Linked DNA regions of Mus musculus: all the other regions are linked to region 1. Evidence: chromatin contacts called from public HiChIP or PLAC-seq, capture Hi-C and promoter capture Hi-C data. All regions are on one chromosome and are shown on one strand. The core of a region is the stretch at or near the end of the contact, and the rest is flanking DNA. Distances in the headings are between cores, read along the strand shown. Region 1 holds the start of D130017N08Rik (RIKEN cDNA D130017N08 gene). Region 2 holds the start of Grid2ip (glutamate receptor, ionotropic, delta 2 (Grid2) interacting protein 1). Region 3 holds the start of Kdelr2 (KDEL (Lys-Asp-Glu-Leu) endoplasmic reticulum protein retention receptor 2). Region 4 holds the start of Ccz1 (CCZ1 vacuolar protein trafficking and biogenesis associated). Region 5 holds the start of Zdhhc4 (zinc finger, DHHC domain containing 4). Region 6 holds the start of Daglb (diacylglycerol lipase, beta).

Region 1 (2,912 bases), core at 134-2,633:
AGCTCGCATGCCGTCCACACTGCAGTCATGGTGAGGACCCCACAGCAGCTGCACTGCAAGCATGGCTGAAGACCTGCCATGGTTACAGCCGGTCTAGACCACCGGCCTTAGAAAGCAGCATTCCTAAACAAGACAGAATAAAGGAAACTCTACAGGCCCCTGAAGCCATTTCACAGGGGCCAGGGGAGGATGCTACCCCTGCCCAACTCTCCCTGAAGGCCTTTGGTACAAACTCGATCCTTCATTTGCATTATGGACAATGTCATGATGGCTGTAATACTCTCGCTACACATACCCTTTTCGACCCAAAGCCGTTTGTCTCAGCTTTCTCAGACAGGGCTTCACGTAGCCCTTACCTAATTGTGTAATTACCTCCTCCTCACCCTGTCTTTATTTCCCATATGTCCAGATTACAAATATTGATACCTCACTAGGTTTGACTACAATTTAGAAGCAGTAAGCCATTGCCATCTTTTTACATTAGGCCCATAAATCTTTTGCTATATTTAGGTTTTTGAAATAAGTATGGCAGGCCTGAGGTGGTGATATGAAGAGTAGACTCCAGGTTAGGGTCAGGGCCTGAAACCATAAGCCTGTGACTCTCAGGACTTAAATAGTCCAGCCTAGCTCCTGTTTTGAACTTGGAGGCCCAGGTCAACTAGTCAATAGCCTACCAGCGCCTCCTCACTGCTCAGCATTTCCCCTCTCCTTGGTCTCTCTTCTCCTTTCCTCCCTCCCTCTTTCTATACATACATTGAATGTAGCCCAGGCTCTCACCAAATGGTCTATACACCTCAGGATGATATATAACTCCTAACACACTTGCTTCTACTCCTAAGTGCTGGGATTAATGACATGGGCCACCACACCAGACTCCTTACTCATGATGTCTGAGTAAGACAAAAGAACCAAACCCGGGTGGCTCTTAAATATATATTACATGGATGTATAGTGTTTGGGAGTATAAGGTAGGAGGCCATTGTGGACACGGAGCTTACTTTTGGTCACAGCAGAATGACTGAAATTAGGTGTCATGGTCAAAGGGGATTAGGTTCTCTGAAAGACAGTTTGTAAAGGCGGCAGGAGGGCCACACAGTCGAATGCGACCCTTGGCTGCCGCTCCCAAAACGCCACCACTAAAGTCTTCCAGCCAGTTTTTGCCCATGTGGGACCAACCCATTCTTCCCTACCGGAAGTGGAAGGGGGCGGAGCCGGCGGAAGTTCTATCTCCACCAGGCGCAAGAGGCCAATGTGTAACTTCCTCCCGGGGAGGGGACACTTCCAGTTACTGCGCCCCAACCTAACCCTACGGGTGCCGAGCGCGGCCAGCGCAGTGCGCCTGCGAGCTGTCCCTGCATCCCGCGCGCAGTGGGCGTTACTAACGGACAGCACCGGCCTCTGGGAGTTCAGATACAGTGATGCTTCAGAAACTGTGGACCCTCGGACCCAGCCCCTGTTAATGTTGAAGGACCAGGAAATATGAATCTAGGTAGCAGCTGAGGCTCTAGCTAAGGACCATGCAAAGCGTGTTGGAGAATGTGTTTCCAGCTCACCTAAGTAAAAAAAAAAAGACTACCCGACCCGACCGCACAGATTCGCAGTCGAGTTGAAATCGATCTGAAAAAAAGAATTGGTGCGCGTTAATTTAAACAAATCTCCTAAGATCCAAGGCTACAGGATCCGAGCTCACCAAAGATCACAACACGGGGTATGAGTTCCCGAGAGCCTGCTGTAAATACGCCAGCTATTTAATCTCACTTGGAACCTGCAAGTTAGGTAACATCCAGATCTCCTTCCCAAATGAAGGGCCGTGGCACAGGTTAAGTAAAACTTCATCCTTATTCACCAGTGTGTGCATGTGCGTGTGCGTGGAGATAGTTTTCTCAACCCCTGCCAAAAATGACATTATTTTAGGACCCACTGTTATAATGGTACTAAAAATATTAGGGTAACTTTTTTTCTCATTTATTTTTGAGATGAGGTCTTGCTGTGAACAGCCCATACACTTGTGCTAATCTTGTCTCTGCCTTACAATGCTGCAATTACAGGGCCTGACATCATGTCCAGCCTTTGTTTTTTTTCAGACTGGGTGTGCTTTAGCTCAGCTGTCTGTAAACTTGGGCTGTAGCTGGGGTTTGCCTTGGCACCCCCTACCTGCCTCTCATCCTGCATAAGTGCTGGGAATTACAGCACTGTGCTACTGGCTAGGCGTTTGTTAAAGCTTTGTCAGAAGCTTTGTGTACTTTCTTGAAAAGGTTTTTTGTTTTTTAAAGCAATGTAATAATATATCCTTTGCCTCTTGTACTGACATTGAGGCCTCAAAGCCAAAAGGATTGAAATTGGAGCAACCCTCTCATGTTGGCGGTTAATTGTGGAAATCGCCATGTAAGATGTCTTAGTTGACCCAAGGAATTCAGTGAGGATTCCTTAGCCATTCGCCTTGGAGGAAGTGAAGAAGGCAAGCCAGATGTGGTACGCTCCTGTAATCCCAGCACCTGGGAGACTGAGGCAGAAGGATCGCTGACTGAGAGGCTAGCCTAGATGACACTGTGTGTTCTAGACCAGCCTGGGCAAGAGAGTGATACCTTGTGCCAGAAAACTGAAAAGCGGAAAAATATTTTAAAAAGAACCACAGCAGAAGTGGCTGGGGTGTCGCTCAGTCGTGCTTTGCTTGTCTAGGTCAGGCAAGGCCCTGGGTCGGACCCCCAGCATCACACCAAGTCGAGAGGAGGAGGAGAGAGAGAGCAAAAGTAGGTGTGCTCACCTGCTGAGTCAGCCGAGTCTGCACGCTAACTGTCACTGTGTAGGTGAGGACCTACCAAGTGAGGGTTCTAATCTCGATGACATCACAAGTGTTGCCTGGCACCAAGTAAACAAAAGTTTTCCTGGCCAGTTCTCACCCCAGCCTGATG
Region 2 (2,975 bases), core at 270-2,769, 400 kb before region 1:
GTGCCACCCCTGCCAGCCCCAGACTTCGACAGTTTTTACCCTGCCCTGTTGTGAAGAATTCTGCAGGTGGCAAGAATTCATTGGTGACAAGTGACACAAGCCATCTCACTTCCCATCACCTAGACGACATTTCCTCTTAATTCACCAAAGCTCTAGCCTTCTCCCTTGCTAACACTCCAGGTTCTAAGCAGTGACTCCTTGGATCTCCTTGGGAGGGCTGCTTCCCTGAAGAGTGAGTCCCTGACAGTGACTACTCTATCAGGTCTCCTCCCCTGAGCCCAGCTAGAGCCAGAATCCCTCCCCCTCCCCCTCCCCTACCCCCACCTCCCACCGCAGCCCATCAGTCACACCATCCCCCACTAGCAGAAGGGATTTGGTTCAAAGGGAAACCCTCAAGTCAGTGGCCACGGAAGGAACAAAAGCTTGAGGCCTGCGGGGCTACACAGTTAGTTCAGGAGCAGCCTGGCAGAGCCTGTTGTAGTGCCTGACACCTGTAAGCTCAGCGCTCTAGAGGCAGAGGCAGGAAGATTGCTGCGAGTTCAAGGCCAGGTTGCTTTATATACAGAAGAGAACCAAGACCATTTCTCAAAGTAAGCAAACAAACAAATCACAAAACAAACAAACAAAAAACCAGCCTGGGAGACTTAGCAAGACATTTAAAATTTAAACATTTTATGTATTTTTTTAATTTTTATTTTTTATGTATGTTTTGTGTATGTTTGCCACGAGTGAGAATATTTTTATTTTGAGGCATACTCTAAGTTACCAAGGCTGGCTTTGAACTGGAGATCCTGTTGCTTCAGCCTGACTAGTAGCTAGGATGAGAAGTGGCCCCATCAGCCTAGCCTGGCCCTGGGAAGATTCACAAAGCCTCCTGTGGTTGGTCACTGGGACCGCCCCTTCTGTTGGGGCCGCCCCTCCCACCTCCAGCGCTAAGGTTTCTAAAGCATATGGTTCATTTGGAATTGAGAGAGATTTGAGCAGATGGAAAAGAGTTAAGAAGAGGGAACCTTGGAAAACCGATGTTTCATAGAAACCAGATGATAAAGCAGGCTCTGGCCCGAGGTGTGACCTCATTCACCAAAGAGCACAAAGGGAACCCGGCCTGGCGGTGCAGGCGGGTAATTGTAGCTACTTGAGAAGCAGGAGAATCACAAGTCCACGGCTCGCCTAGATTATTGAGTTAGTTCTAGGTCAGCCTGGGCAACTTAATGAGCCTCTGCCTTGAAACAGAAAGAAAGAGGGCTGGAGATAAAACTCAAGAGGCAGATCTCATGCTTACCATCCCCCAACGAGGAGATGGGACGTTGGCTCAGAGGTAGACCCTGCTTTCAGCAAGCCGCACCCCAAAACAAAACAAAACAAAACAAGAAACCCAAATTAAGACTTCAAATGAATACCATTTGAGTTTTTCATAACAAAAGGGGAGAATTTTTCTTTATACAGTCCGGATTGGTGGTGTCATCCGAGACTACGCCCACCCTCCTCCCCCCCAACCCCCCCCCCCACCCCCCGTCTTAGTATAGACCCTGAACCACTGAGGTAGTATCCCAGCTGACCTCTGCCCTCTTCCTAAAAGCCTCACGTGTGTCTCCACCATATGATGCTTCAGTGGGATATGACACCTGTCTGTGTCCAGCAAACCTGCAGAGGGACTCAGGCCTAGGAAGGCCTCCACAGACAGAGCCGTACCAGCTTCTGTCCCTCTCTTCTCTCTCCAGCAGAACCGCCACGGCAGCAATGCCAGCCACCAATCAAGGCTGGCCCGAGGACTTCGGCTTCCAGCTGGGCGGCTCTGGCCCCTGCTTCGTGATAGAGGTGGCTGAAGGAAGCAGCGCGCACGCTGGGGGGTTGCGGCCGGGGGATCAGATCCTGGAAGTGGAGGGGCTGGCTGTGGGTGGCCTGAGCCGAGAGCGCATCGTGCGCTTGGCACGGCGCTGCCCTCGAGTGCCACCCAGCCTCGGTGTGCTCCCAGGCCCCGAGGGTGGCCCCACAGCCTTGACAGCAGCCTGGCTAACCCGGCGATTTGGCCGCAGCCTCCCGCTGAGCCGCGAACTGCTGCGTTTGGCTGGTGGTCCCAGACCAGATGCTGTGCACAGAGAGCGCAGGCGCAAGGCCCAGGAGTTCAGCTGCCAGGTAAGGCGCCCAGGGGAGGAAGGGGCTGGGCACAACCCTGTGCCGCCGCTGAGAAAAGTTTTCGTTGTTTGTTTGTCTGATTGTTTTGCTGTTTGGTTGGTTGGTTTTGGTTTTTCGAGACAGGGTTTCTCTGTGTAGCCCTGGCTGTCCTGGAACTCACTCTGTAGACCAGGCTGACCTCAAACTCAGAGATCTGCCTGCCACTGTACCCCCACCCCCACCGGCACCCCTGAGTGCTCGGTAAGCAAAATTCTTAAGGAAGATTTACAAAGCAAGTTTCTAGCCAGCATGGGCTACATAGTGAGATCCTGCCTCCAAAACAGATGATTCATAGGTGATGGATTCACTGATTGATGGTAAACAGATGATATATAAATTAATAGATGTTTGAGAGATGATAGCTAGACAGGTAAGTAGGTAGATAGCAGGCAGATAGTCAGATGATAGACAGGTCCATAGATAGATATAAACAGGTTCAACCATAAACAGGGTTTCTCTGTGTAGCCCTGGCTGTCCTGGAACGCACTTTGTAGACCAGGCTGGCCTCGAACTCAGAAATCCGCCTGCCTCTGCCTCCCGAGTGCTGGGATTAAAGGCGTGCGCCACCACACCTGACTGGCTTCTACTTCTTGACAAAGATATTTGAACTCCTAAACTTGTTCTCCACAGAAGGGAAACTCCTCAATTCTGGCCCTGAGTAGGTGTGTGTGTGTGGGGGGGTGACCATTAGGATTTGGGGGGGTCTCAGAAGCAAAACTAAAAAAGTCTACTATTCAACCACACAGAGTTCTCTATTGTGGTCCAGGCAGTCTTCCAGAATGGCTGGCGACCATGCAAGA
Region 3 (2,977 bases), core at 458-2,957, 350 kb before region 1:
ACTCAAGTCTATAAAACAGGCTGGCCTTGAACTCAGAGATCCACCTGACTCTGCCTTCTGAATGCAGGAATTAAAGACATGTGCTACAACCGCCCAGCATTATGTGGCTTTCTTAAGCTCTCTGTGGACTTCTGGTGCTAGTGTAAGTAGAGCCTGTCTGTCTGTCTGTCAGATAGTTCTCTCGCTCAGGCAGCCAGGGCTGCACATGAAGGCCCCAGCCCCAACATCTTTGCTAATTTAAGTTATTTATTTAATAACTTAAAAATTAAGTCGTTAACATTAATAGTAAGGAGCTGGCTAATCGGGGGCTGGGGATTGAACTCCAGACCTCATGTATGGCTAGTGACTGCTTTATTAACTGAGCCATCTCCAAGGTAACCCATGACGCATGGGTTAGTGCTTCAGCCCCATCTTCCCACCCTGCTCCATCATTTAAGCCTCCAAGTTTCTTCTTAAATGGCAAACAAGAAACACTGTAAATCCAGAAAGATTGCTGACACATGTCTGCGAGAAACACAGCCCAGATCTCCAGCACCCACATAAATGCTAGGCTGTGTTGAAGCCTGGGAGATAGAGACAGGGGATCCCTTCGGCAAGCTGGCCTGCTAGACTAGCCAAATCAGCAAGCTCTGGGTTCAAGTGTGATGCCTTGCTTCAATATATAAGGTGTAACAGGATCTAGAAGGTCCTAGAAATAGCTGGCCTCACAGCCTACACATGTGCACACACACGTGTGAACAGACATATAAAAGCAAAAAGAAAGAAGAGGAAGAGGAGGGAGAGGAAAGAAAAAGAAGTGGTGGGGTTGCTCAGCGGCTAAAGGGGCTTGTCACCAAGCCTGGAGATTTGAGCCTAGTCCCAGGAACCAACAAGATGGAAGGAGAGAACTGGGCCTGACTGGATGTGCCCACACAGTCCACAAATAAATTTTTATTTTTATTTTTATTGTTTCAGGGGTGTGTGTGTGTGTGTGTGTGTGTGTGCGCGCGCACACACATGAAGGCACCCTCAGAGGTGAGAGGTGTCAGATAGAACTGGAGTTCCAGGCTGTTGTGAGTCTGCAGTTGTGGGTGCTGGGACTCGAAATCAGGTCTATTAGAAGAACAGCAATTGCTCTTATCCACTGGGCCAGCTCTCCATCCCTAATACAAAATTTTAATGTAATTTTAAATAAAAATTAATAGATTTTGACAGATTTCTTATGACTTATTTTTATTATTATTTAAAATGTGTGTGTTAGTTTGTGTGTGGGTGTGTGCATGGGCGTGCAGGTGCTCTCAAAGGCCAGAAGCAATGAATTCCCTGGAGTTGGTGTTAAAGGTGATGTAAGCTCCCCGAGGTTAGGAGCTGGGCATCGAACTTCGGTCCTATACAAGAGAAGCTGGAGTTCTTAATCACAGAAATTTTAATCTTGCTTTCTACCCTCGCAATGCCTCTGAGATAGGTATTTCTGCTATCTTAGTAGGGAATGGAAAAAAAAACAAGACAATACTCACAACTGAGTGGCATTTCAAAAACTTAGAGAAGGAAATCGCTGGCACCTAGGCGGAAACCCTGGAGACGGAAATTGCGGAGGACTCTGGGTCCTCAGTTGACCGTCCACGCGGGATGTAAAGTCCGGCTGCTCACCGACGCTGGGCCTTTAAGGGGCGTGGCGGGGGCGTGGCCCCAGCGGTCGCCCGCTCTCCCAGGCTGCCCCGCGCGCGCGACGGCAGTTCGGCCACGTCCCTGGCCACGTCGCGCCCGCTCCCGCCATCTTTCGCCGCTTCCTCTCTCCGGGGCTGCTGTCGCCGCGTCCCGAGTCGCTGCCTAGCTCCGGTGCCGCTGTGCCGCGCCGACCGCCGCCGCCATGAACATCTTCCGGCTGACTGGGGACCTGTCCCACCTGGCGGCCATCGTCATCCTACTGCTGAAGATCTGGAAGACGCGCTCCTGTGCTGGTGAGCGGCCGCCGGGGCGAGGCGCGCGGGGCAGGAGCGCGCGCGTTTGGCCCATTCGACCGACCCATTCGGCTCTCGGTCGTTCCGGAGGCTTTGTGCCGGGCTTGCGATGGCCAGACACACCCATCTCGGCCTGCTCGGCGGGCAACGAAACCCCTCCGAGTGTGCACACGGGCTGGGGTGTCCGTCGCAGCTCTGGGCCCCCCAGTTCTGCGCTTGGTCCGCTCGCGAACTTGATCCGTCCTGGCTCAGCGAGCGCTGGCGTAACTGCCCCCGCGTCCTGCTGCATCTGAAAAGTTTAGCACGGGATCTGTGGGGCTCTAGTGGGCGTGTCCCTCTCCATGGGACTTTTGGGGGGCGCCTCTGAGTCCCCAGGAATCAATGGGAGACTTGCTCGAGGAGGATGGATAGGACCACAGACTAGCTGGGCCTGACGTGGCAGCCAGGCCACCCGCGAAGGTGGGGCTGGCTGGAGGAAGAGGGGCATCCTGCTATTCATTCTGTTATCTTCAAGGACAAGCAGAGGATGGGATGTGGGGGCAGGATGGTGTCAGGTCTGGCCTGTGCTTACAGTTGATGAGGCTACAACTCAAGCCTTGGGGTTCGGGATCTCATGCGTCATAAAAAGAGATGTGGATCTTTTAAGTGAGTTGCTTGGCATAGTTTTCATGTTACTCTGAGAAGCAAGCTAGTTTTTCATCCTTGAGTGTGGCCGTCTAATAACTGGTTCTCTTAAACTGCCAGCGCTGGGTACCACAGAGGCCTCTGTTCTCGGCTAGTATCCTTGCTCCACGTCACCATTGAGTTGGCGCTGTACCTCCCTCAAACTACATTGCAGAGAGGCAGTAGAGTGAACTTTCCTCACATAATAGCTGTGGACTTCTGCCTTTCGTTAAATATTAGGAATCTTACAAGTTTTAGATAAGTTCTTGGTGAGTGTGATGGTGCTTGCCTGTAATCCCAGCACTCGAGAGGTGGTAACCTGAGGTTCAGGAATTCAAAATGAGAATGGACTACATGCTGGTCCTGTCTCCAAA
Region 4 (2,711 bases), core at 21-2,520, 260 kb after region 1:
CACAATTGCACCAAGTTGGTTCGGGAGCACTTGGGCTGACAGCCTCTAAATAGGGCTTTTTTTTTTTAAGATTTATTTATTTATTTATTTATTTATTTATTATATGTAAGTACTTATTTATTTATTTATTTATTTATTTATTTATTATATGTAAGTACACTGTAGCTGTCTTCAGACACACCAGAAGAGGGCATCAGATCTCATTACGGGTGGTTGTGAGCCACCATGTGGTTGCTGGGATTTGAACTTCGGACCTTCAGAAGAGCAGTCGGGTGCTCTTACCCACTGAGCCATCTCACCAGCCCCTAAATAGGGCTTTGATCTGCTTGCAACAAAACACAGTTCTAGGCATGTTTTGAGGAAGTTGCCACTGTCAACTCGGAGTAAAAAAAAACGCTTATAACTTCGATTTTGGGTGCTCCCTTCGGCAGCACATATACTAAAATTGGAATGATACAGAGATTAGCATGGCCCCTGTGCAAGGATGACACTCAAATTCGTGAAGCGTTCCATTTTTTTCCAACGTTTATCCTAGACACAGTGAAAAACTATTTCATTCTAATGTTTACCCTAGATAGAATGATTCTACTAGAGTTCGACTATGATACCTGAATATACACCTAAAGCACTCTTAACTCCTACCATCACAGAAATGCTTGCACATAAATCTTTATTGCTACATTAATGACATTAGCCACAAGCTGGAACCAGCATAGATATCAACCAAACAGTTTAGTGGATAGAAATGTGTTAAAACACAATGAGATTTTAGTTAGCCGGAAGGAAAAATAAAGTAACAGTAACATTTCCAGAAAACAAAACATCAATTTTGGGGAAAACAAGAAAAAAGAAAAAATTAACTTTGTGAAGCGCCTCCAAGTTTTTAGTTTTGTTTCATTTTCCCTCTTTTGGGAGCTCTGTCCTACCAATCTGGCTCCACCTTTGCAATCGAAGATTCCAAGAGAGGAGTCAAGTTCGATCTTAATTGCCCAGACCTGACGCGATGGGAAAGACTTTCAAGCCGGGCGGAGGGATTAACCTGGGACCTCCGTTGCCAGGACGGGCTGCGGCATCAGGGGCCGGGCACGGAGCAGGCTCGCGGCCCCTTCGGCTTACCTCTCCCTCGCGCGGCCCGAAACGGGGGTTGTAGATGAAGAAGCTCAGCAGCGCTGGCGGGAACTGCTTCTCCTGGGCCGCCCAAGCACCCGGCCCGGCCGCGGCTGCCGCCATCCCGGCCCGGCCCCCGTTTCGGGAGGCTCCCCTCCGCCCGCTCCGAGGCAGCAGCCTTAGGGAACACCGCACTTCCGCCTCGCTAGCCGGCGGCCCGGAAGAGCTCGAAACTGACCCAGAAGAAAAACCTGCAGTGCCCAGTCCCTCTCTGATAGGTCCGTGTGGAACCAGTTCCCTCGTGTTTATTGGGCTGGAGTGTTTTCAATTATATCAGCTCTCAGCTGGCTGTCATGGCTAAAGGCGAAGACCACGAATTTCAAGAGAAATGTAACAATGGATTGGGGTGGGGGGGGTGTTGTTTCTTTTCTTTTGTTTGTTTGTTTGTTTGTTTGTTTGGATAGGGGTTCACTATGTACACCAGGTTGGCCTCTAACTCACAGAGATCCTCATGCCTCAGCCTCCTGGGTGCTGGCATTAAAGGCGTCATGGATACGGTATTTTTTAAGTGTGAAAAAACGTTTAGGGGAACACATTTTTCTTGAAGGTAGCCAGTTTACATCTGTTGTTGGTTGGTTTTTGGTTTTGTTGTTGTTGTTGTTGTTGTTGTTGTTGTTGTTGTTTTACATTTATTTATTTGTCCTCCAGGGAGGGGGATGTCCTGGCACGTGTATGAAGGTCAGAGGACAACTTGTTGAAATTGCTTCTCCCCTTCAGCACCACATAAACTGGGTGTGGCTGGCACGCCCTGGTGTGGTGGAGGCAGGAGGATCATAAGTCAAGGTCAACCTCGAATATATAGCACTTTTACTTACATCAATTATAAGCAATGGACTATAAGCAAAAGCAAAAATGTCCAAATTTACCTTGCCACAGAACTGGAGAGATGGTTCTACAATTAAGAGCACTGGCTGCTTTCACTAAGGACCTGGATTTAGTTCCAGCTCATAATGGCCAATAACTCCAGCTGCAGGGCATCTGATGCCTCTTTTGGCCTCTGTGGGCACTTGCTCAAATGTGGCACACATAAATTCATGCAAGCACACATATACGTATAAAATAAATCAATCCTTTTTTTTTTAATCTACCCTATCACCAACAAAGCTGATTTTCTTGGAACAAGTGAAAACCTGTAAATCTATAGTCTTCTCAGTGAATAAATCAACAGGCCTAGTGGAAAATATCCTGTCGATTCAGATTTCATCTGTCTTCTAAAGTGTTTGTGAGGTAATCCTATACCCTAGCCGTTACAGAAGAGATACGGGGTAGGTTTTTGCTTGAAATTGGATTCGTGAGCAGTCGTTTACGCAACACTAAACTGTAGTTGCTACACAGAACTATGTAAGCATGCAAATCGACAAGTGTTTCCCATACGTGCTTCATTTTCATTTTGATACAGAAAGAACTATTTTGAAAATCTATAGGTTCTCTAGGCATGGGGGCACAGGCGCTCAGGGTGTTGAAACAGGTGCATTACCAGCTATAAGATAGTCTGAGCTACAGAATGAGTCCCTGTCTCAAAAACAGTTTTGTTGTTCCTATAA
Region 5 (2,981 bases), core at 250-2,749, 430 kb before region 1:
CCACAACATGAAGAACTGTATTAAGAGGTCACAGCATTAGGAAGACTGAGAGCCTCTGGGATCTGTAGCTCGGACCTGGAGCTCAACGTTTTGTGGCGAGGCTGACATGCATTAAAGCACACTCACGTTGGTGCTGGGGATCCAAGCTCAGGACTTTGTGCTTGCACAGCAAGCACCCTCACTCACCGAGCGAGCTCCCAGCCCACCAACCCCTTGTTTTTTGAGACAGGATCTGACTATGCAGGCCAGGCTAGTTTGGAACTCAGAATTCTCCTGTCTCAGCTTTCAAAGGGTTGGGATTCCAGAAGTGCACCACCACACCCAGCAATACACCCTTTTACATCTTTAAATATTCACATGGATACTGATAAAGTCCTGCAAAAGAACCTGCGCCGACCTCATCAGAATGAGCAACTCCTAGAGGTAGTCAGGGTCCCACACCCAAACTTGGGCATATTTAACAGGTCAGTGGTCATGATGTCACCCATCACCCTCCAGACCAGAATGATGAAATATAAAAAGCCCGTGTTAAGAAACTGGGAACACTGACATTGGCTTTACGAGGCAGGATTCTGGACCAAAATTCCAACGCAGAGAATCAAAACAGAAACTATTAACAAAAAGGAAACAAACAAAAAAATGCCATTCTCACAAGGTAACAGGGCTCCGGTCTACATATTTCTCTAGGTCGGACACTTCCAGCGGCACCTTTTGCGTTCATTTCCCTTTGCCACATCCAAGGAGAATTCAGATAGCAGCTCCGCTTGGGCAGCGCCGTGAATTTGGCACGCGCAAAACTGGCGACATGGTTGTTCCAGGAGGCTGGAACCGGCTGCGGAGACAATCAAACGCAACACTTACATACTGCTGAATAAGTCTCCATGGCAGAGTGCACTGTGAAAGGCATTCAGAAGTAGAGGATGCTGTACCGCTGCTGACCTGGGAAGAAAACTTCAAAGTCCACTAGTTTGGGGGTCTATCATCCCTCTAGCTGTCACTGTCACTGTCACTACGCCTATCACTGAGGCGCCCACACCGGGGTCCAGACGCATGGTGAGGTTGTCCACATGGGGTAGGGCCCCAGTCGTTTCCCTTTGCTGGACACTTTCCGGGTACATTATTCAAGGCCCTTGCATGCTTGAGGTCACAGAATCTGCAGCTGCGGGGAACCAGGGAAGGGCAGTGGTGAATGGAGCCCATCCCACAACCAGATCCCGGACGCATCAGGCTCAGAGGAGACAAGGGAGGCTCGGAAGCAGGCTGGGAGACGGCAACTACGTCCGGAGCCCGGACAACGACTGGAAGAGGAGGGGACACAGCGAGCGGGATGCAGGGGGCTCGGAGAGGACTGTGCTCTCACTCAAACACGGGGTCCCGACGGCCGCCGCCCAGCCGGGGTGTCACAGAGCCTTCCGGAGCCGCCTTACCCCAAACCGGGCCAACCGTCCGCCGCTGCCGGCGGACCCCAGCGGAGCGCTCCCCAAGACTTCCGGCGCGTCCATGGCGTCATCAGTGCCCGCGACGGAGGCGACTTCCGACGGAAAAAGTAGCGGGAGGCCGGAAATTATTGTCTTTGGCCTCTGGTTCTGCGAGCCGATTGTGTTTTCGTACCGTCGTAGGTTTTCTTTCTCTTTTCTTTTTCTCTTAACGTTTGTCTTTCTCCCTCCCTCGTCCTCTGCTCTCTCTTCCTTCGCACTTTTATTATTACTTGACAATTTACTGCCTATGTACGAGTCCTTCGTTCTCCCAACCCCGTCCCATTTTCGTGGCCTTGATTTGATTCTTGTGGGTGTGTTTGCTTGTTGTGATCCGCTGAGTGTAATTCTGATTTCTTGTATGTGCGTAGATTTAAAAAGCTATTTTCTTTTTCTTCTTTAAAAAAAAAAAAAGATTTGTTTTATTTATTTTATGTGAGTCCAATGTCGCTGTCTCCAGACACACCAGAAGAGGGCATCAAATCCCATTACAGATGGTTGTGAGCCACCATATGGTTGGGGGGATTTGAACTCAGGACCTCTGGAAGAGCAGTCAGTGCTCTTAACCGCTGAGCCATCTCTCCAGCCCTAGCTATTTTCTTTTTAAGAATTTCTTTCCAAAATATGATCTCAGCTAGGCATAGTGGCCCATGACTTTATTCACCGCCCTAAGGAAACAGAGGCAGGTCTCTCTGAGTCAGAGGTCAGCCTTGTTTACATGAGTTCCGGGACAGGCAGGGCTACATAGCTAGACCTTTTCTAAAACAAAACAAAACAAATGAGCAAACAAAATTAAAGTCCCACCAAATTATACCAGGCTGGCCTTGGGCTTTTGAACCTCCTGTCTCAGCCTAACTTTGGTTGGGATGGCAGGCACACCTAACACAGGAACTGGAATTTTCGAGCACTTTTGACAGAATATGAAGGCTGTCTTGGGTCGGTGCAGGAGAACTGCTGGACTGTGCCGAGCCTTTGCATGTCCTGGCGGGAACTCAGCAGTAACCCTTGACCACCCAGCAGGTACCTAGACAGGGACACCTGTGTCTTCCTGGCAGACACACCACTGGGCCCTGTCCCAACAGTCCCAGCATGTTCCACTGCAGGGGTCACAGTATGTCCCCCTGTGAGTCAGGTTCTGCTGACCGCATGCCCCTACTCCTGCCATCTCTGTGCACAGCTTTAACGTCCTCCCTGTGGGGAGCAGTGACTAGTGTTTTATCCCTGAGGATAAAAAGGCTGTTTTGATAATGGGCAGGCTTGGCTTGAGAGGAGCTGCTGCTAAACATAGCACTGAGAAGGTTCCTGGAGGGGATGGGGGTGCTGCTTTGTCTGAGTGCCCCCCAGGTCCTCCGAGAACTATTCTTGACGCCTCTGAAAAACAGGTTCCCTTTGAGGAAAAAAATGTCTGATCTCTAAGCATTAGCCTCAAAGCTCCCCTCTCCTGTTTGCTTTGCTTCCTACCCCAGCTTCTCATTTCTTTTTCCTTTTAGAAAAAAAAAAAAAAGA
Region 6 (2,700 bases), core at 56-2,555, 290 kb before region 1:
TTAATCAGTAGTTTTAAATCAAGGAACAAGGTTTGCACAACAAAAATTTGTAAGTAGAAGACCTAGACCTGTGGGTGTAGAATTTAGCATGACAACACCAAATCTCAACAACCCTCAATTTCTAACCCTTTTGTCTCCACCTCCCAACACCTGTCCCACCACTTCTGGTTTACACAGTAGCTAGGATTGGAAACCAAGGCTTTGTGCATGCCAGGCACAGTACTCTGCCAACTTAGTTACATCCCCATCCTCAGGATGGACATTTTCACAAATCCCGCATCTTCTCAGCTAATTATAAGTCCAGATCTTAAAACTAAACCCCTTGCCTGACACCATCTCTGTTGATCAGCTTGTCTGGCAGCAGGCAGACTTGGGCCAGGGAGTGATTAAGCACCATAAAGAAACCAGAGTTAGGAAAAGGGCTAAGGAGACGGCTCAGGAGTTAAAGCACTTGCTATACTAGTGTGAGGACTAAAGTTCAGATTCCCAGAAACTCAGGAAAGTGCAGGATGGGTGTGGTAGCACACCTGTTATTACAGCCTGGTACGGGGGAAATCAGAAGATCTCCGCAGCAAGCTGGCTCGCAGGACCAGCCGGCTCACCGAGCTTTGTGTTTGATTGAGAGAACCTGCCTCAGCAAGGTGGAAGAGCTGGGTACAGTTCTTGATAACATCCTCAGACCCCCACATGCATGAGCACATGTATACAGGCACCTACATACGTGCGCCCCACCACACATGCAAAAACACGCGCACACACACATGCACACCACCGACACTAAAAATCTGGGGAGCTAAAATGTGTGTGGGAGTACAGCAGGTAGATGATGAGGGAACACAGACACTAATTAGAGGCTTTTGATGTAAGACTCCGCTAGAAAAGTCTCTGGAAAGGATTAACATGCACTTTACGCCGAAGCACAGACTTGCAAGTCTTAGACATAATTTAGACCAGGTCTGATGGTTCTCCTCGGTCACCAGGGGGACCGTGGGGAAGAATGGGAACTAGCATTAGTGAGACCAGGCAGGGGAAGGGATGAAGATGGATAAAGCACGGTGTGTGTGGAGAGAGAGAGAAGAGGAATGGAGGTGCTAAAAGGCGTACAGTAAAGTCATCCCAAGCTAGAAAGATTCAGAGACCCAGACCTACGTCCTAGCTTCACTATTCATAGGCGCGGCTCTCTAGGGAGAGCATTCTCTCCAGATCTTTTTAAATCCTCAGTCTATTAAACAGAAATGACCACACCGGAATGGACTTCATACGCCACCGACCGGCACTTAACAGCCAGCAGCTGACTTCCGGGTCAGGGGACCTGGGAAGGAGGCAAAGACAGCAAAGTGCGCGTCTCTTGTGGGCGCGCTCCGGACTCGGGCCGGAGGCGCATGCGCGGGTCTTTACGTAGGCTTGCGCCTTGGCGCTGCTGGGGACCCCCTCCAGACACGCGCGGAGTCAGAAGGGTGCGCGCGGCTTAGGCGGCGCGGTGGGAGGTGCGCCATGCCGGGGATGGTGCTGTTCGGCCGGCGCTGGTCTCTAGCCAGCGACGACTTGGTGTTCCCCGGGTCTTTTGAGCTGTTCCTGCGTGTGCTGTGGTAAGTGAGGCCGCCGTGAGGGTGGGAGGCGCGCTGGTTAAGGCGACAAAAGTCGTGCCTTCTTGGTGCTTAAGGGGCAACCGCGCCCCCGGAGCACAATCTGTCTGCACCTAGGATATAGAGGCAGTCGCTCTGTGTATTTGACAGGGTCCGGGACCTTCAGCTCTGCAGGGTAGGAGCCGAGCCCTAGGGTGCAGCGCCGAGCCCTAGCCTCGAGAGCGTGAGGGAAATGTGAGCATCTAAAAACCATAGCCCCCAGGTCTCTCCTTCCTGAAGCCCGCGGCTCCGGAACTTTGGATCACACCTGTCCTTTTTCTTGCTGGGAGGGTATCAAAGTCCCTGTCAATGCAAAACAATAATCTGGGAAATAGCAATTTCGGAGCAATTCATAGAAACCAGGATAATAGGCCGGTTTTGCAAAATGCAGCTAGGCTCAGTGGGAAACGGCACCGGTGGGTGAAGTCAGCCCCTGGCACGCCTGCCGACGAGGAATAACGTTCTTAGAAAAAAAGCATTCTCAAGAGGTAAAGGAATAGGAGCAGCAAAGCCCTTTCTAGACAGGCCGGGTTTTTCTCAGATCGTTTTTAGTCTGAAACTCCTGACACGGAGCTCTGGTGTTTGGACAGAAAAAGTTATCTAGGGGCTGAAGGTGTAACAGTTCCTTTTGGTAGAGTACTCACCTAACATGAAGGAGGCCCTTGTGTGCACGGGATCCCCAGCACCACACAGAACTGATAGTGGCGGCTCTCACCTGTAAATCCCAGGACTAGGGGGTGGTGTAAGAGCATCTGCGGAGAGCATCTGCGGTTCACAGTCATCCTTGGATATACAGTGAGTCATAGGGGAGTTGCACAAGACCCTCCCTCAAAAAAAAAAAAAAAAAAGAGGTGCGGGGGGAGGGGTGGTACGGGGACAGAAAAGTTATCTAGACCAATCTTACCTTTATTTTTTCCCCTCTAGTGCTTGAGCCCGGGCTTCACGTATGCTAGGCTTTGAGTTAAATCCTCCCCACCTCAGATGACACCTCTTAGGGCTTTGGAATGTCAATCTTTAATTGGACCATCTTGGGCAGCAGGGGAGCTCAGATGGGTAAAGGTGCTTGCCGCCAAGC

What was found. Promoter capture Hi-C pulls out the DNA fragments that hold promoters and counts their contacts. HiChIP or PLAC-seq counts read pairs in DNA pulled down with a chosen protein or histone mark. Capture Hi-C pulls out chosen DNA fragments and counts their contacts.
Region 2: a capture Hi-C map of embryonic stem cells shows a contact between it and region 1, with 3 times the contacts expected there. The contact joins the promoter of Grid2ip here to the promoter of D130017N08Rik in region 1. A contact is called at or near these places in 1 of 484 Hi-C or Micro-C datasets (the G1E-ER4 cell line) and 1 of 9 other capture datasets (embryonic stem cells).
Region 3: an H3K4me3 HiChIP or PLAC-seq map of stem cell-derived neural progenitor cells shows a contact between it and region 1, with 27 read pairs. The contact joins the promoter of Kdelr2 here to the promoter of D130017N08Rik in region 1. A contact is called at or near these places in 1 of 39 promoter capture datasets (liver), 2 of 115 datasets of contacts at active chromatin or transcription factors (neural tube and stem cell-derived neural progenitor cells) and 1 of 9 other capture datasets (liver).
Region 4: a FOXA1 HiChIP or PLAC-seq map of pancreatic cancer cells shows a contact between it and region 1. The contact joins the promoter of Ccz1 here to the promoter of D130017N08Rik in region 1. A contact is called at or near these places in 1 of 484 Hi-C or Micro-C datasets (granulosa cells), 1 of 115 datasets of contacts at active chromatin or transcription factors (pancreatic cancer cells) and 2 of 9 other capture datasets (adipose tissue and pancreatic islet).
Region 5: a contact with region 1 is called in an H3K4me3 HiChIP or PLAC-seq map of bone marrow-derived macrophages, with 5 times the contacts expected there. The contact joins the promoter of Zdhhc4 here to the promoter of D130017N08Rik in region 1. A contact is called at or near these places in 2 of 39 promoter capture datasets (hematopoietic stem and progenitor cells and liver), 1 of 15 datasets of contacts at CTCF or cohesin (the NIH/3T3 cell line), 2 of 115 datasets of contacts at active chromatin or transcription factors (bone marrow-derived macrophages and memory CD8 T cells) and 3 of 9 other capture datasets (adipose tissue, liver and pancreatic islet).
Region 6: a contact with region 1 is called in a promoter capture Hi-C map of embryonic stem cells, with 2.6 times the contacts expected there. The contact joins the promoter of Daglb here to the promoter of D130017N08Rik in region 1. A contact is called at or near these places in 4 of 39 promoter capture datasets (the 3T3-L1 cell line, cranial neural crest, embryonic stem cells and 1 more), 1 of 484 Hi-C or Micro-C datasets (embryonic stem cells), 1 of 115 datasets of contacts at active chromatin or transcription factors (fetal liver) and 1 of 9 other capture datasets (adipose tissue).

What each region holds. Positions count from the first base shown.
Region 1 is chr5:143,756,971-143,759,882 of GRCm38.p6, forward strand. It overlaps D130017N08Rik (RIKEN cDNA D130017N08 gene), which reads left to right and starts at 1,384. Exons shown (of 2, transcript NR_015486.2): 1 at 1,384-1,819. It also overlaps a transcript of Usp42 not described here.
Region 2 is chr5:143,355,811-143,358,785 of GRCm38.p6, forward strand. It overlaps Grid2ip (glutamate receptor, ionotropic, delta 2 (Grid2) interacting protein 1), which reads left to right and starts at 1,520. Exons shown (of 22, transcript NM_001159321.2): 1 at 1,520-2,136. The coding sequence starts at 1,741.
Region 3 is chr5:143,402,113-143,405,089 of GRCm38.p6, forward strand. It overlaps Kdelr2 (KDEL (Lys-Asp-Glu-Leu) endoplasmic reticulum protein retention receptor 2), which reads left to right and starts at 1,708. Exons shown (of 5, transcript NM_025841.4): 1 at 1,708-1,940. The coding sequence starts at 1,850. It overlaps Gm20635 (a long non-coding RNA gene), which reads right to left and starts at 1,630. Exons shown (of 3, transcript XR_868670.2): 1 at 1,497-1,630.
Region 4 is chr5:144,013,583-144,016,293 of GRCm38.p6, forward strand. Ccz1 (CCZ1 vacuolar protein trafficking and biogenesis associated) reads right to left here and starts at 1,271. Exons shown (of 15, transcript NM_177682.3): 1 at 1,117-1,271. The coding sequence starts at 1,230. It overlaps Gm24311 (a small nuclear RNA gene), which reads left to right and starts at 416; the gene lies at 416-519. Gm33427 (a long non-coding RNA gene) reads left to right here and starts at 1,577. Exons shown (of 2, transcript XR_377194.2): 1 at 1,577-2,394.
Region 5 is chr5:143,327,739-143,330,719 of GRCm38.p6, forward strand. Zdhhc4 (zinc finger, DHHC domain containing 4) reads right to left here and starts at 1,500. Exons shown (of 8, transcript NM_028379.5): 1 at 1,428-1,500; 2 at 653-832. It overlaps 0610040B10Rik (RIKEN cDNA 0610040B10 gene), which reads left to right and starts at 1,570. Exons shown (of 2, transcript NR_027874.1): 1 at 1,570-1,615.
Region 6 is chr5:143,463,188-143,465,887 of GRCm38.p6, forward strand. It overlaps Daglb (diacylglycerol lipase, beta), which reads left to right and starts at 1,306. Exons shown (of 15, transcript NM_144915.3): 1 at 1,306-1,589. The coding sequence starts at 1,495.